Linked DNA regions of Sus scrofa: all the other regions are linked to region 3. The links are chromatin contacts, called in public Hi-C and promoter capture Hi-C maps. All regions are on one chromosome and are shown on one strand. Each heading gives the region's core, a stretch centred on a gene start, on an enhancer-like site or on the middle of the called end of the contact. The rest is flanking DNA. Distances are from core to core; before and after follow the strand shown. Region 1 holds the start of ODF2 (outer dense fiber of sperm tails 2). Region 2 holds the start of GLE1 (nucleoporin GLE1). Region 3 holds the start of GOLGA2 (golgin subfamily A member 2).

What was found. Promoter capture Hi-C pulls out the DNA fragments that hold promoters and counts their contacts. A called contact is a pair of places that touch in the nucleus more often than the background predicts.
Region 1: a Hi-C map of epiblast stem cells shows a contact between it and region 3, with 1.6 times the contacts expected there. The contact joins the promoter of ODF2 here to the promoter of GOLGA2 in region 3. A contact is called at or near these places in 2 of 5 promoter capture datasets (fetal skeletal muscle and skeletal muscle), 14 of 47 Hi-C or Micro-C datasets (alveolar macrophages, blood, embryonic fibroblasts and 9 more) and 2 of 2 datasets of contacts at active chromatin or transcription factors (alveolar macrophages and skeletal muscle).
Region 2: a contact with region 3 is called in a promoter capture Hi-C map of liver, with 5 times the contacts expected there. The contact joins the promoter of GLE1 here to the promoter of GOLGA2 in region 3. A contact is called at or near these places in 1 of 5 promoter capture datasets (liver) and 1 of 2 datasets of contacts at active chromatin or transcription factors (alveolar macrophages).

What each region holds. Positions count from the first base shown.
Region 1 is chr1:268,856,898-268,860,799 of Sscrofa11.1, reverse strand. ODF2 (outer dense fiber of sperm tails 2) reads right to left here and starts at 2,257. Exons shown (of 21, transcript NM_001193447.1): 1 at 2,030-2,257; 2 at 593-683. The coding sequence starts at 2,061.
Region 2 is chr1:268,892,547-268,896,317 of Sscrofa11.1, reverse strand. GLE1 (nucleoporin GLE1) reads right to left here and starts at 2,037. Exons shown (of 16, transcript XM_003122222.5): 1 at 1,819-2,037. The coding sequence starts at 1,917. It also overlaps a transcript of ODF2 not described here.
Region 3 is chr1:268,718,806-268,722,534 of Sscrofa11.1, reverse strand. It overlaps GOLGA2 (golgin subfamily A member 2), which reads left to right and starts at 1,361. Exons shown (of 26, transcript XM_021069501.1): 1 at 1,361-1,524. SWI5 (a long non-coding RNA gene) reads right to left here and starts at 2,303. Exons shown (of 5, transcript XR_001306646.2): 1 at 2,001-2,303; 2 at 1,653-1,701.

The sequences.
Region 1 (3,902 bases), core at 1,008-3,507, 140 kb before region 3:
CAAGAGAAGGGTCTGCAAGACCCGCAGGTTCCACAGAAGAGCCCAGACCCCGGCCCTGGGTCCTTGGAGATGAATCTCTTGGCAAACCTGCTGGCACGCACACCCCCTCCTGCGACTCAGCACAGCGCAGCTGCAGGGCCGGGGGCCCTTTACACCCGCATCTGAACTGGGCATGCGCGCGAGCACAGGAAACACACCAACCAGTTAGGGTGCAAAGCCAGCAGGCAGCAGGCAGGTTAAAAGACGAGGAAGACAGAAAGCCGGAGGAAAGGCCGAGATGAGAAGGTTGTGCGGATTCTGAAGACAATACATCAGCAGGGCAGAACACGTGCCCCACCCCCCCAGCCCTATCAATCCCCATTCTTTCCTTGACTTTTTTTTTTTGAAAATCTGTTTTAAGATGTTCTGAAATCTGTCTGGAAGAATTGGGTTCAGACAACCTCCTTACACCCGGCAGCCTTACCACAGGCAAAACCCAAACCCAGTTCATCAGCAGGAAATGCGTGGAGGCACGGAGCCCAGCGTCCAGCCCCTGTGGGGCCAGCAGAAGAGGTTGCTGGCAGAGCCGCGGGCGGGAGGGTGCTGCACCTACCGTCACGGTCACACTGGGTGCGCCACAAGGTGTCCTCAAGACCTTTTTCTGCGTGAGACTCGTTACTCCGTTCTTACCACACGATGGAAACCTGTACCCAGGCACAAGAACCAGATTATAAGCAGAAAACTAGGGCTCTTCTATTTCTTAGATCTCCTGAAGTTATATATCACATGTGGTGGCTAAACGAGTTCACGGCTAGGAGAACCAGTCTGGAATCACCTGGCTCCCTTTACGCGAGCACCAAACGCTCATGGTGTGCCCGGCAGGGGGATGGAAAATGGGGGTAGGGGGCATTTGCAGGGCTAGCCTTTTAACCTGCCCTCGCATCACACATATTGTGACCTTTAGCTGAAAAGCCCAGCTGTCATCCTGTCTCTCAGGACACAAAAAAGCAGGCAGCATGTGGCTGAGAGTCAACACATGAGCCTGGCCAAGGGTGAGAGTGCCCAGGACAGTGCCTGGAGCAATGCTCTGTGAATCACTGACATGTAAAGGCAGAACCATAGGCTCAGGAACAAAGTCTCTGTGACTCAGAATTCATAAAACGAAGTCAAATATTCAACAAAGATGATGAAAAATGGCTATTTCCCAAAGTATTCTACTAGCTACCCTTTAAGCACCTAAGAAGCAGGGTTATTTCTGGTCTTTCTGGAATTTTGTAATACCACGTGTAATTCATCTTGCTTACATGTAAACAGCCCCATCACCAAATTTGCAAATAGAGCAAAAGTCTAATCTCCAAAATTTGGCAGCAGTGTACCCAGGAATTCCAGAATGGGAAGGGACCTGGAAAGCAGATTTGATCCATCCCACTCACTGCCTGATGACAGCCCCAAAATATGACTTTACCCTCGCTCTCCGTTATTTTGGAACAAATAATGCAGCATAAGAATTCTTAAGAACTTCAGCATACATTGGGCTATATGTATATAGCACCTTGATTAAAAAAATTTTTTTGAGCCCTACTAATCATTTAGCCAAGGAATACCAAATCTGAGCAGACAGGTTTTTTTTTTCCCCTCCTGGTTTAGAATGTTCACTTAAAGCCAACAGATTTGGGCAAGCTCTCACTCTCAGCAGGCTCTCCATCAACCTACATGGATCCCATCAACTATTGGCTAACTGCTGCATCCAACTCCTACATCACTGTTCTTATTCACACTGAGCCTAGTATTCCAAAGACAACCATGGCAATCCTATTTGCCATCAGGAACTGGGGCACCTGGGGAGGGAGGGCCAGGGGAGGCAGAGCTGGGATTATGTGCCTGCGTTTTCCTCCTTCCTCTTAAAAATCATTTTTAAATGTTTTGATCCAGGCTTTCAGTACACAGAACAGGGAAGCTGAAAAGAAAAGCCTCCAGTGAGCCCAGCCTCGGAGCTCCTGTCCACTTTTCCCTGCCCTATGGCAGACACGCCCCCCCACACTGGCAGTACCTGGGGGAGCCGCCTGAGGATGAGGCAGACATGGCTAGGCATCAAAGCCGCAAAGGTGGGCAATTGGGTCAGCAGGCTCTGCTCAGGGGGACCCAGAGGGGCTTGTCAATGAGAATCTCAGGGGCCCAGCATCAAACGTCCTCTCTGAGGGGAGAAGGGTGGAAGCTTTGGGGGTGGCAGGTGGATGAAAACTTGGGAGGCGCTCCTCTACTGTCCAAGTCGCACAGCAACTGTCCTGCCAAAGTGGGGGAGATAGGAGAGGCTGAGCGACCTGTGGGGTGGCGGGTGTGCGGGGTGGTCGGAGGTCCCCTCCCCAGGGAGTGAGGGGGGAAGGAACTAGGAGAGAAAGGACCACACCAAGGTCCCAGACGGGAGGAAAGGTGAGTGGCCACCAGGAGGAAAACCTGAAATGCTGGCTGGCGTGAGAGGTGGACAGGAGAGAACCACAAGGCCCCAAGTGGTTCCCAAACGGCCAGAACCCGCACGGAGAGCCGGAGGGATATTCGGGGTGGGGCCTGGGCAACAGTTTCCTAGGAGAAGGGGCGTTCCCAGCAAAATAGATACCCCAGAGGACCAATACTATTTAAAGGAGGGAAGAGGAGAGGCTGCTTGGGGACTGGGAGGCTAGGCAGCGAGTGGGTAACCCGTCGGCGGAGGGAAAATCCTCCCGGCCGCAGCAGTGGCCGGCTGGGCTTAGATCCGAGTTAGAGCAGGTTAGACGCTCGATCGTGCAAAGACCCGGTGTGAGACCCCCGCTTCCCCAGGAGGCCCGCCGGACCGGTGAACCCACCCAGCCGGGTCGGGCGGCCCAGAGGCGGTCCCGGGGGACAGAGCTGCCTACAAGGAGCTGGCATATAACCGCCCGGCCGAGGCCCTCGGGGGCGGGGGGCGAAGCGGACGGGGCGACGCCCACTGCCGGGCAGGAGGGCGCGGGGCCAGTCTCCGTCGGCGGTGAGAAGGGACGATCACCCACCAGCGGGCAGAAGGGGACCAGTTTCTGCCCATAGAGAGAGGGGCGAAGCACTGCCGCAGGGCAGCAGAGGAGGGAGCAGAGCTCTGCCAGTGGCCAGGTGAGGAGAGAGGCGGCCGCCCGCCCGTTAGCGGGAGGAGGAGAAGGCCCGCGCCGGTGGGCGGGGCAGGGAGGCCAGATTCTGACGGGAGCGGGACGAGCGCGCCGGTGGGTGCAGGAGGGGGCGACCCGGGGGAGGCAGCGGGACCCGGCGACCTCGGCGGGGGCCATCCCTCCCTGGGTCCCGCCTGCCGGCGACCTCTCACCAGGAGCGACACGGCTGCGCCCAGAAACGCCTCCTTATGAAGTCGTTGAAGTCGGAGGCCAGGGTCGTGCCATGGAGACGCCGCGGCGGATGCAGACCAGCTCCCGCGGCGACTCCTCCCCGCTTCCGCCTCCTTTTCCGACACCCGGTCGGCAGCTCGCCCATTGGCCAGTTCAAACCCCCCCGGGAGCCTCTCGGGTTTCGCCATTTAGGCCCAACCCCTGGCGTCACAGAGATACCCCGCCCCGCCAGAAACTCCGCCCATTTCCGGGCCACGCGTGGCGTCGCCTTGGAGACGCGCGACGCCGCCGACGGGCCTGGCCCGGGCTTGCCCCGCCGTTCAAAGCCTGGCTTCCCTGCTCCGCCATCTTTACCCTGCGTTAGGCCCTCCTCGGTTCCCTTAACTCAAGGGAGCGCCCAAACTCTAGTCCGCTCCCTCCGATTCGTTAGGCCCTGGGCCCAGAGACCGGTCACAGGACAAGCTATTGTCCGGAGCTTGCTCACTGCTTCTGGAAATGCAACCCTGTCTCTCCTCCCCTGTTGTTGCTGAGGGGAGCCGGCTTCCGCACACCACCCAGAGTATCCCCATCCCACATCGC
Region 2 (3,771 bases), core at 788-3,287, 170 kb before region 3:
GTTGCAAATGTGGCTCAGATCCTGGGTTGCTGTGGCTATGGCACAGGCCAGCAGCTACGGCTCCGATTCAACCCCTAGTCCAGGAACTTCCATATGCTGTAGGTACAGCCCTAAAAAGAAAAAAAAGAAAAAAAATTTTGGGGGGAAATACCAAAACCCCAGTAAAAAAAGGAGCAAAATATATAAACTTGAAATTTGCAAGTAAAGATATAAAATTGGTGCTTGAATATAGAAAAAATGTTTGATCTCAATCAAGATAAAAACATACTGTAAAACCACACTGCAATCTCATTCTTACCTATGAGACAGGCAAAAAAAATAAAACGATACATTCTGCTGACAAGGCCGTGGGCAAACAGGCATGATCATGCACTGCTAACTGGAAGACAAACAATATACCCAGAGAGAACGTGGCAATAAATAATAAAACTACATCTATGCCTACCTTCTGACTCAGCATCTCACTTCTAGCATTTATCCTGAAGACAATACTTCACACAAGGTGGAAATACAAGCGTTCCCGTCATGGCTCAGTGGTTAACGAAGCTGACTAGCATCCATGAAGATGTAGGTTCAATCCCTGGCCTCGCTCAGAGGGTTAAGGATCTGGCATTGCCATGAGCTGTGGTGTAGGTTGAAGATACAGCTCACATCTGACGTGGCTGTGGCTGTGGTGTACGCCGGCAGCTGTAGCTCTGATTGGACCCCTAGCCTGGGAACCTCCATATGCCATGAGTGCGGCCCTAAAAAGACCAAAAAAATAAAAATAAAAGACGGAAATACACATACAAGGTTACAAGTAATGGATCATAACTCACTGAATAAAACAGGAACCCGTGAGGATAGTGATATAAATAATTAAACGGGAGAAACGAAAGCACTTCCTTACAATATGTATAAGGAATGGTAGACATAAAGAAACACCATTTGGCTACATCACAGAAGAGACTAATTCATGCAGAAGTCGTCAATAAACGCTAAGGGTGGAGGTTTGATGAGAAAAAAAATATATTGGTCTAATCTTGGAATACCCCCCCACAAAACAGTAATCAATTACAAAGGGAAAAATGATTTTCAAGTGGATTGGTATCTGGCAGATACCAGTGTGACCATGTGATCAAGGTCAGTGCCATCACCAGTGCTGGGCTGGAATGAAGCACCTGTGTGTTACTGATGTGACCTATTCATGTGACTTACTGAGAACACAGCATCATTTCTGTGGTATTCCTGCCAAGAACGCATAACCTGAGTCTACACCAAACAGACTCGTGCTGGGATTCATGCTATATAAAGTATGTATTCTTTAAAACTGTCAAAGACATAACAAGGAAATGCTTTAGAACTGACACATTTAAGCCTGAAGAGACAAACGTCACGTCTGTACCTAGATTACCAGCAACTCGGGAAGAAGAGCTGAGCCTTAACTGTCTACAGTACAGGGCTTTGCAAATCCCAGGTGCACGGACCACGCCCCCATTACACTTTCCAGGTCTGCCCAATGTCATCTAAAAATCTGGTCTTTTCATTGGGAGCAATAGGTTAGGTCACATTAACCTTTCACCGCTAAATCTGGATCTCCCAACGGAAGAGACGCGCAGTAAATTCGCTGACCCTAAGAGGCAGGGGCGCCTGACTCCGGCCTGGAGGAGAGCACTGAAACCTCCAGAGAAGGGCACCTCTGAATAGGGGCTCCCCGAAAAGCCAAACCAGGCGGGAGAAGGCAGAAACGCCAAGGCAGGGTGAGGCGCACTCAGGAGTCAACGGCTGGTTGTTACAAAGAAGCAGCGTCCCGTGACGCGCCTCTGGGCCATTGCTCACCTCGCCCCGCAGCAGCCAGTCGCGGTGGTAGCACAGGCGACCTTTGCCCGAACTGCGCAGCGCCTGCAGGGTCTCCCAGCAGCGACCTTCCGAAGGCATGGCCTGCCTCGAAGCAGCTCCTCACAGGTGCCGCCGGAGACAAAACAACTCCTCGAATCAGCCGCCCGGAAACGGGTGCTCGCTTCCGCTTCCGGGGCGCGCACGCAGCTGCGCACTGCAACCCCGCCCCTAACGTCCGCATGGCCCCGCCCCCTGCGCCGAGCCCGCCCACTGACGCGCTTGCGCACGGAGCTCGGCTCTGGACTGTCGCTGCGTTCCAGGGAGCTGGGTAGACCGAAGGCCTTCGAAGGCCGGCCCTTTGAGCTTGCAGAAAACTGAATAGGTGGTGATGAGGAATGCAGAGGCATTGGAACCCTCAGACACTGCCGATGGGGGTCTAAAAGGGGGCAACTCCTGTGGAAAACAGTCTAGCACTTGGTCAGAAGGTTAAAGAGTTAACATTGACCCGGCAGTTCAGCTTCGTATATACCCAAAAGCTACGTGTCCACAAAGAACGTAGAATATTGGTAGCAGCATGATGTACAATTGCCAAAAGATGGAAGCTCAAGTGCCTATCAACTGATGAGTCAATAAGATATGGTGTATCCACACAATGGAATATTGGGCCACAAAAATCAAGTACGAATACACGCCTACAACATGAAACCTTGAAAACACTATAAGTGAAAGGAGACAGTCACCATATTGTGATTTATGTGAAATGGGCAAAGTGACAAAGCCAAAAAGACATAGGGACTTTATTAGTGGTTGCCAGGGGCTGGGAGGACGGGAATGGGGAGTGGATGCTAACAGGTACGGGATTCACTTATGGGTGATGAAAATGTTCAAGAATTAGATAAAGGTGGTGGTTGCACAACTTTGAATATACGAAAAACCGCTGGATCATGCACTTGAAAAGAATGCATTTTATGTTACGTGAATTCTACCTCAACAAATGATTCACCGTTGCCGGAGGCCAGCTTTAAATAGGGACACTTGAACTTTTGACTCTTTTCCCCATTTCATGGGATCTCAGTTGAGGCAGAAAGGAAAACGCTCTGGAGTCTGAAGCAATAGAAACATTTTTCATTTATCAAAAACACTCTGGGCTTTTTGTCATACAGTATTTTACAAAGAAAAATAGAACGTTGTTGGGAGAATTCCAGCAATGGCCCCCAAGGGGGGTGTTTCCCACACCAGCATCACCCACAGCAGAGCTCTGTACTGAAGAGGTTTCCATTAGTTTGACAAAAATAAGAGTCATGAGTTATACAGAAATGAATACACATGGGTGTGAGTTTGCCAACTGTCTTTTTTTTTTTTTTTTTTTTTGGCTGCACCCATGGCATATGGAAATTCCCAGGCCAGGGATGGAATCCAAGCCCCACCTATGTCACAGCTGAAGCAACGCCAGTTCCTTAACCCACTGCACCTTAATCCACAGCGACATGAGCTACTGTAGTCAGATTTGTTTAATTATTCATTTTTGGCTCTTTAGGGCTGTACCGCAGCATATGAAAGTTCCCAGGCTAGGGGCTGAAGCAAAGCTGCAGCTACTGGCCCACACCACAGCCACAGCAACTTGGGATCTGAACCTCATCTGTGACTTACACAACAATTCATGGTAATGCCGGATCCTTCACCCACTAAGCGAGGCCAGGGATCGAACCCGCATCCTCATGGATCCCAGTCAGATTTGTTACCACCGAGCCACGACAGGAATTCTATGTGGTCATTTCTTAACCCACTGCGCTGCAGCAGGAAGCCACAACGGTCTCTTAAGATCTTTCATACACGATACGAAGTACAAGTCCATTGACATTAAGTGTGTGACCACAGGCCTGGTTTCGTGGCAATGGTAGCTGGTGGTAGTTATTTCAGGGACCTTCCTCGGTAAAATAAAAAGCTAGAAAC
Region 3 (3,729 bases), core at 112-2,611:
TACTTGGGGTTTTCTTTTACTCTCAGCCAAACTCATCTTTACCTGGTCCCCAGTCTGACCCGAGAATCCACTTCAGGTCCACCTCTTGGGTTCTCCTCTCAAATCTATGTTATCCCTGGGTTTATAGTCTCACTGGGTAGCAAAACCCTTCTGTTCATCTTTGTCCTTTCTGGCTCTAAAAGCTTCAAGGGCTGGTGCCTGATACTCGGCTAGTCTTCAGGAAATGGGTGTTGGAGCAACTCTAATACAAGAGACAGAGGCAGACGTGGTTCCCATATTTAGGATAGGGGCTTTTAACCAGTCAACGGACCATGAGTAAATACTAGCTGCCAGGCACAGGCAAAGGCTCCAGAGGTTTAGCAATGGATAAGACATCCAGGCTTGATCCCCTGCCCTCATAGACTGTAGAGCCTCGTCCCAGACATAAAACACCCAACAATTAGGCTCTTCTTCCAGAGAGTCCCATTTACAGCTCTCCTCACAGGTCCCACCTCATCAGAAAAGGCTTCCTGACCACCCCAGCTAAAATGGCCACTCCTCAGTCACTCACGAGCCCCTTGTCCTGATGTTTTCTTTCTTTCTTTCTTTTTTTTGGCTTTTGTTGTTTCAAGGCCGTACCCTCAGCATATGGAGGTTCCCAGCCTCAGGGTCTAATTGGAGCTATAGCTGCCTGCCTACACCACAGCCACAGCCATGCCAGATCTGAGCCACATCTGCGACCTACACCACAGCTCACAGCAACGCTGGATCCTTAACCCACTGAGCGAGGCCAGGGATCGAACCTGCAACCTCATGGTTCCCAGTCGGATTTGTTTCTGCCGCGCCACCACGGGAACTCCCTGTCCTGATGTTTTTAACATCAGTCACCACCCGACATGTTGTACATTTCAGGAATAATATTATGTTCATTGTCAGTCTTATACCCCGGGGCTGTAAACACCATGAGAGCAGGGACTTTGTTTTATTCACTGCTGATTGCCCTGTGTCTATAACAGTCTCTGGCGCATAGCAGGTATTATCTCAAATGAGTCCGTCAAACAGCCAATCAACTAACTGCCATCTGCAAAGTGCTTTGAAGTACAGGGAGCCAAGGGAGTGTCTCACAGAGCCACTGGCCTGAGCCAGAAAGTGGGGCTGAGATTTCTCTGAGGAAGCTCAGCTTTAAAGGATGCGTAGGTATCAGTTTGGCCAAAAGCTGGAAAAACAGTATCCCAGACAGGGGTCAGTGTATCCAAATGCCCAAGACAGGAGAGAGCACATGTGTTTGAGGGAATGAGAGTGGTTTCCAAGGGGGTGGAACGGGTGAGGGAGGGACAGTGGGAGGGAGGGACAGTGGTGTGGAAAGAAGGAAACCAACCAACCACTTGTGGCGCTGGCAGGAAGGAGGAGAGACGGAGCCCACTTGCAGAGCCTGGGGTACCACTGACGAACGCCAGGATGCTCTTTCTTTTTTGAAGCTTGGTGGGCAGGAGGAAAAGAAGGGGAAGGACTGCGAAATGACCTGGACTTTCTCCGCAGAATGAGGTCAGCTGAGGGAAGACCTCGAAGAGGGCAGCGGGTGGGTCAGCCGCTGCTGGGGACGGAGAGGGGGGCTGGGAGCCGAGGGAGCTAACCGGGTGGGAGGGCCGGAGAGGGGGCAGAGGCATACTCACAGGGGATCGGAAGGCCCCGCGGCAGCTTTTGGAAAGTCCTGGTTGAGTCCTGGAGAGGAATCCAAGGGAAAAAGTTGATTGGACCCAGAGTCCGCCTCGGCAGGAAAGCGGTACTCTGGGGGTGTGAGAGGAGGGACAGCCGTGCGGGAGGAGCGACCGCGACTGGATGCTCCCGGGATCAGGGTGGGGTTCCTCGAGGAGGGTATTCGGACAGGGGGTAGAGTGTGGAGGAGCGGATGGAGGCCTCTGGAGCTGATCTCAGGGAAAAGAAAGTTGGGGGCAAAGCTACGGGAGCGAGAGGGACTGGGAAGGGATGTGCTTTCCCCGTGCTGTCCGCTCCTCGCCCACCTCCTCAGCCCTGGGGTTCGGGGCCCCCGACTCGGGGGGGTCTGCAGTGCAGGAGGGTCCAGGGCGAGGGCGAAAAAGAGGCCTCTCAGCCCGCCAGCTATTCCGAATCCTGTGATGGAGACCAGGAGTCGTTATACAGCCAGCTGCGCGCGCACCCTGCGAGAGCAGGCCCCGCCCCTCCCCCCGCCGAGGTGGGCGGGGACCGCGGCTGCGCGCGCAGCCTGTATTATGACTCCACCCGTTCCACCTGGCTCGCGGCGGCCTAGCCACGCCCCCTTTTCCTTTCATCTTTCCAATCGGCCAATGGGATTGGAGAATCTAGGCCACGCCCACGCCGCTGCTGCCTAGAACCGCCCCGGTCCCTCCTTTTCTGGCTCAGTCGCACAGTGGCGCGGTGACTGCCGGAAGCAATTCCGCGGTGGTTGCCGGGATCGTGCTGATGTGGCCCCCCCTTCCCCCGCCCCGTCCCGGGATGTCGGAAGAAACCCGACAGAGCAAATTGGCTGCGGCCAAGAAAAAGGTAAAACACGCGGGGTCGCGGCTCCCTGACTCAGCCCGAGACCCCTTCGATGGCCGGGCCATGGCCAGAGTCTGTGCTGCCTCCAAGGCACACGGGGCGAGCCCCTCGGCGCCCCTTGGCGCCCCCCTCAAAAAGTCTTCTCAGCCAGTCCCGCCCCCTGGCAGCCCAGCCCCCGCCCTCACTCGTCACCCCCGGGTGACTTTGGGCTGGTGACCCCCGGGGCTTCCCGCTTCAGGTTCGGCCCTCGCCTCCCGCCGCCCAGAACCGGACCTCTTGGGCTCCCTGGGCTCCCTAGTCTCCCGGTCTCCAAGGACCTCGGTCCTGGCCTTGCGCTCCCCTCCCCCACCGCGGAGCGGCGACTCGGGCGTCGGGAGGGAGGAGTGGAATGTAGTTACGTCATAATCCCCCTCGGAACTGTCATTACCGCCCGGAGCCCGAGCCCCGGTGTTTGATACTACGACCCGGTCCCCTAGTGTTTTCCCACCCTTTCCGGTTTCTTTGGCCGCGGCACAGATTTCCAGCTTGATGGGAAGTCGGAACTATCGGACCTAGGTCCGACTTGGGTTTCAGGCCCCTTTACTCTAGACTGTACCCCATCCTTGGATGTTGATAGCGTAAAAGACCCCCGCTTTACACTTCACCAGTGATCTCAAAACATGGACATCATCTCTGGGTGGCAATGGGGAGAATGTGTTTTGTTTAGTTTGGTTTTCTCCCTGGTTTCCATCCAGAGAGACTTTCACATTTTTCACCTGAATTTTCTATCTCTAATTCCCTGTGAATCTGAGGCCAGAGTGCCCCTCATTCAGTGCTCTTTGGAGTGAGATCTGCTTATCCTCTGTGGAACAGATCCCCGGAAATTGAACTTCCCAGCTGGGGAATCTTTCCCAAATCATCATCTCAACATCCTAAGTGCCGCAGGATGAAATGTGGGACCGCAGCATCAATTTGGCTTGATTCTCTTGAGAGAGAAGCCTTTCGTATTAATGTAGTTAGGGATGACATTTGCATAGACTCATAAGGTTGTAATAGACTTCTCTCTGAGTTGTCCCCTTTCTGTTACATTTCCAGATTTACTAGGGGTGTTGCTTTCACTGTCTTCTGCCATTAGGATAATGGGTGTGAAAGTTTGATAAGAACTGGTGTGCAGCTCTAACAGGTGTAAGAAAGGACCCTGATGTCTGATTAAATGTTTACTTTTCCACCTCT